2 separate regions of the Rattus norvegicus genome follow, and region 1 is linked to region 2. Evidence: chromatin contacts called from public Hi-C data. All regions are on one chromosome and are shown on one strand. The core of a region is the stretch at or near the end of the contact, and the rest is flanking DNA. Distances in the headings are between cores, read along the strand shown.

Region 1 (2,700 bases), core at 188-2,687, 210 kb before region 2:
ACAAACCCACAAATACAACTATGTCTAAACAGTCTGCTAAAAGCAATTTCATTCCGAGGCTGAGCTCTCTCAACAGACCTTAAGAAATTCCTCTTAAAAAAAACTCTCTGTGGAGTTGGGGATTTAGCTCAGTGGTAGAGCGCTTGCCTAGCAAGCTCAAGGCCCTGAGTTCGGTCCCCAGCTCCGGAAAAAAAGAAAAAAAAAAACAAAAAAAAACTCTCCGTGAGCTTGAGGCCAATCTGGTCTTCATAGTGGATTCCAGAACAGCCCGGACTACATAAGGCCCCTGTCTCGAAAAGATAAACGAAACTCCTCTAATACACAGACACAGACACAGACACAGACACACACACACACACACACACACACACACACACACACACACACACGGGGAGGGGTGGGGGCATATGCGCGCCCACTAAAAAAGTGACACTTAATGGATGTTTAGGAGGCGACCTTTGCAAGTTCCAACATTTCACTCAGAAACACCCCGAGAAAAATTGAAGGGACTGCCTTAATGCACAAAAGACGGTAAAAGCTGGCTATTCCCAACTATCAGAGACTTCCTTTGGATGGATGGCCAGGCCTTCCTTCAAGGGCTGATTTTCAGAATGCATAGAGTACCGAGCGGAGGGCAGAATCATTTTTCAAATGGACTCCCCAAACAACGGGGCTAAACAGGTAAACGGAACCACCACCGACAGACCCAAAGCTTCTCCTCTCGCTTCAGGGTCTGCAGAGTAGGCGAGTGGCCTCGAACGGCAGCCTCAGGTCAAACTCAACCAACCCAAGGCAAACCCCGAAGCCGAAGGTCCGGTCGGCCCCAAGGTGTGCAGGATGCCACACAACTTAGGGCGTCCGGCTCACCTTGCCCCCACTCGCTAACCAGAAAGCACGCGCGCAGCGGCGTGGCCTGTGGGCCACCCACAGCAGCCTAAGGAGCGGCCACCCGTGTCCGGAGCGCCGACTCCCGAGGCTCCGGAGCTCCGCGGCCTAGAGTGACACGCGCAGGGAGGCTGCGGAGAGAGCGGGCGCGGGCGGCGCAGCGGCAGCACCGCGGGCTCACGAGGCCCCCGGAGCGGCGCCACTCACCGAGCAGCCGGCGCACCTCGTCCTCGCTCAGGTAGAGGCTCACGCTGGGTCCCGCAGGAGCGGCGGCCAGGGCCGGGGACCGCGGGGCGGCGGCGGGCAGCATCGCCAGCAGCAGCAGGAGCAGCGGCGGCGGCGGGGCCCTCAGGCCGCCGGTCCCCGGGACGCCGCCCCGGCCCGCGCGCATGGCCGCCGCCGAGCAGGAGCGTCCGCCGCCCGCCGCCCGCCGCGCCGCCGCGCACCCCGGCCCCGAGCGCCTCACAGCCCCGAGCCGGGGGCGGCCGGCCAGCTCATCGCGCCGCCGCTTCAGACCCGCCGCCCGAGAACGGGAGGGGGGGGGGGGGTGAGCTGCTGGCGGAGACGCGCGCGTGCGCGTGCCCCCCGTGCGCGAGGGCGCGCACGCACGCGCCGCCGGACAGAGAGCGCCGGGTTCTGGAGCGCGCGTGCACGAGAGCGCGTCGCAGACCTGAAGTCTGGTTAGGGGCCGCGAGTAGGGGTCGGTATAAATAGCATAGGTTGTTTGCCAATGTGAAATGCGCAAAGAATGAAGGAAATGAGATAAAGAGGAGCAAGCTAATCAAAACAATAAAGAAATGTCCCGGCCAGGCGAAGGGCTCTGGGTAAATATAGCCAAGTCCCCAGCCCTAGTCGTTGAGGCCTGGGGTCGGTTGGTCCACTGTAAGCCTCTAGCCCCTTTATTCTTCCCCAAGTCTTGGATGCTATTTTAAAAGAAAAGCATGCTGGTTTTGTTTAACAAGAAGGGGCAGATACATAGGAATCTTCCCTTATCCCACCCAGGTCAGCCTCTAGTTAGCTGTCTGTTCCCTGGGGGTTCACATGCCACACACTTTTCAGTAAGACCTCAGCAAATCTTAGTAAACTTTTATTTTGTATTTTGGTTTTCCTTTGTTTGTCTTTGAAACAGAGTCTCACTATGTATCCCTAGCCAGCATGGAACTTGCTCTGTAGACCAAGCCTCGGACTCACAGAGATCTGCCAGCCTCTGCTTCCCAAGTGCTAGGATTAAAGGCCTATGCCACCACACCCAGCAAGTTTGTTTTTATATGTGATGAATTTGTATTATTCTAGTTCTCCTTTCTGTAAATCAACCTGCATCTGGGACTTTAACTTGTGGTCCCTTCCAGCCCCTCCCCCCAAAACATGTAGTGTATGTGGCAGTGTGTGCTTATGGCTGTGTATTGCTGTCTGTGTGCATGGGTGCTTTCACATACATGGAAGTGGTTCTTACATTTCATCGCTTGCTCAAGGAAGACCTTGTCTCCCTAAACTGGTTAAGAATGCCTAATGCATATCAGAGACTGATGAATAACTCTGGGAAGGCCCCTACCATGACAGCCAAGTTTACTCCAAAGGCTATCACTCAGGTTGGCTCCCAAACACCCCTCCTCACATCCTCCAGACCAGTGTCATCCCACCCCTGTGGCCTGTTCACTGACCTCCCTCTTCCCTCCATGCCTGAGGAGAGAGCAGCTGCTTTCTCCCCTGACTAGCTTCAAGCTCCCAGTTGCCCATCCACTCAGACCCTGAGAGATACTATTTTGATCCCCTGCCAGGGCAGAGAGAGAGAGAGACTGAAGGGAAGGAAAGTTG
Region 2 (2,700 bases), core at 23-2,522:
TTCATTCTTTCCTGTACTGATTTTCCCAGTCCTATACAGACTGCATCCTTTTCTAAAGTGTTCTGACTTCCTTCCAGTTTTTTAGCAGGCTCTTTGTCCTTGAATGCTTTGTTGCTCACATTAAATGATCTATGAAACAAGTTAGGTCAGCTTTGTGATTGACTGGCAGAGTCCTACTGTCTCCAGTGGTAATGCGGTGATTCCCAATCTTTCAACAAGCTGGCCTCAATGTTTGTTTGTTTGTTTTTTAATTATTTATTATGTATATATCATACAGCTCTCTGCCTGCATGTATGCCTGCAGACCAGAAGAGGGCACCAGATCTCATTACAGATGGTTGTGAGCCACCATGTGGTTGCTGGGAATTGAACTCAGGACCTCTAGAAGAGTAGACAGTGTTTTTAACCCCTGAGCCATCTCTCTGAGCCTGGCCTCATGATTTTTTAACTCCCTGAGCCCGGCCTCAATGTTTTTTAACACGACCCTCTCCCACATGCCTACAAACCGGCTTGCTTTTTACCCACCCACTGTACTTCATCAGTTATGCTTGCTCGTCCTTCTAAACAACAGGAACCGCGGCAGGGCTTTGAAGTCTACATCTATTTTCCTGGGTCAGGTGATCGGGTGCTCCCCCTGGGAAAAGCAAGCACAGGCAATGCCCCAAACCCTTACGACACAGCATAACCTCTCTAGGTTTCTTAAACTTTTTGTACTCTTCTCTTACTATGCCCGGTCCTCCAGATAAATTCTCAGCTCTCAGATTGTCTTGATCTCTGAGCACAATATGTGACAACAGGAGTTTTTTTGTCCAGACATCTCTTTCTAGATATTAGATGCGTACGTCCTATGAGACATACTCACGTTTTATGTATTTTCACAATCACAGCTTTGTAAATGTATTTCTAAGCTAAAAGCACGGGGGCCGATACTAAAATTGGCCTTCGCAGGCCACCATCTTGGGTCACTAGACGCAGAACCACCCGCTGCAGCCGTTTCCGGTTCGAGTGCTGGAGCTACTACGTGCGGAAGTGCAAGGGGGAGGTCGAGCGTCGCCATGGGTGCTCCGTTCCACTCCGCACAGCGTGCAGTAAAGAAGTGGCTCTGAAGGTCGGTTGAGAGTACCGGCCTGCGCTTCTGGAAGCGCTGAACGACTCTGAAGTCGAGGGCGAACGCTTGGCTACTCTCAGAAACCCGGGCGGCGGGCGCGAAAAACCCTTACCCACAGAGCGCGCGTCGGCTTCCTCCGGGCCCCGCCCTTCTTCCGGGTCACGTGACGCACGGCGCTCTCATACCCCGTATGTAGGTGAGTCCATTCGCTGCTGTAGGGGGCGGGACGAACGTCGATTTATTGTGACGTGCGCGCGTTCCCGGTCAGAGGAACGGCGGGCAGGCCCCGGGGCGCGCTCTGCCGGGGGCGCGCTCCGTAACCGACCGCATGCCCCTAAGACGGGCGAGCTGCGGCTTGTTGTGCGTTTGCGGCCCTGGCCACCGTGGTGCCGCTAACCTTCTGGCCGCATGGCCCGGGGCCGCAGTTCGTTGCGGCCCACCTACCGCGGGGGCCTCCACTGCACGCCCACTGCTGTCCGGCCGCTGCGTCCCTGGGTTCCTCCGTCTCCTCCCTATGGGGCTCTGAGCTGACCGGCCAGGTGCTACGGCCAGCGGGAGGGCGGGTTGCTTCGCTCCCGGGGAGGAACCCTGCTGCTACGGGTGTAGGACCAGGCCTTAGCATTAGCCACTCAGCGTGAAGTCCGCAGGGTTCCCTCGTAATGTTCGTAGGAAAGGTGCGGGAACCCCTGATGCAGGCGAATTGCGGAACGCTTTCAAGTCGAGTGAAAGTTTTGAAAGAGCAGTTCGATAACAACGCTTTACGCGGAGACACTTGACCGTGAATGGATTGATTGGAAAGGGCTTTTGTACTTCACAGAATCGTGGGGTTACAGAGTTTTCATTTATAAACTGTACACTTATTGCTCAAAGCGATCCCCTTTCTCTCCAACTAGCACCGGCTCTCCTTTGTTGCTCTGGTCGACCAGGCTGGCCTCATTGTAGATGGACCTACCTCTGCCTGCTAGTTAAGGATCTGCACCACCTCGCCTGGCTTTTTGAGTTCTCTTTCTTGAGGCCAATTTAGAGTTTTAAAATGTATTACTTTATTAAAGCAGGGTAGGTGCTCTTTGTACAATTCTTCGAACATTTGCATTTATTTTGTATTTATATTTTGTAAGTCAAAGATCAATGGCTTTAATTATCTAACTATTTACACCTACTCTTAAAGGCTGTAGCTTAGTGATACGATGAAACGAATTATCTTCGTTTCATTCATGAATTATATTCATTCATTGGAATGCAGCGCCATTTTTAGGTAATTTTTGTCCCTGCTTCTTGTCTTTCACTGTGCCGTCCTCAGCGATCAGTTAAGGAGGTTGTCAAACTAAAATGGGTTAGAGATTTATAAACAGATGCATGTCCCTTTAGAATGTGTATCTGCTGATGCTGTTTCCTCCTGTGGGGAGGTAGGGGACAGTTCCTTAGGCCTTCCTGTCCTGTGTAGTGGCTGATGGTGACAGCATTAGTCCACACTATCATAGCTAACATAGTTAAGGTACTCTCCATGCCAAAGGCTAGATTTGCTTTTTTAAGTTTTACAAAATCACGGTGCTATCTTTATATCAGTACAAATTTATAACAAATACACAATAT

What was found. A called contact is a pair of places that touch in the nucleus more often than the background predicts.
Region 1: a Hi-C map of liver shows a contact between it and region 2, with 3 times the contacts expected there. The contact joins the promoter of Ryk here to the promoter of Anapc13 in region 2. A contact is called at or near these places in 3 of 12 Hi-C or Micro-C datasets (kidney, liver and mammary epithelial cells) and 1 of 1 datasets of contacts at active chromatin or transcription factors (oligodendrocytes).

Annotation. Positions count from the first base shown.
Region 1 is chr8:112,296,918-112,299,617 of GRCr8, reverse strand. It overlaps Ryk (receptor-like tyrosine kinase), which reads right to left and starts at 1,437. Exons shown (of 15, transcript NM_080402.2): 1 at 1,093-1,437. The coding sequence starts at 1,276.
Region 2 is chr8:112,082,977-112,085,676 of GRCr8, reverse strand. Anapc13 (anaphase promoting complex subunit 13) reads right to left here and starts at 1,272. Exons shown (of 3, transcript NM_001173983.2): 1 at 1,220-1,272. It overlaps Cep63 (centrosomal protein 63), which reads left to right and starts at 1,031. Exons shown (of 13, transcript NM_001244805.1): 1 at 1,031-1,303.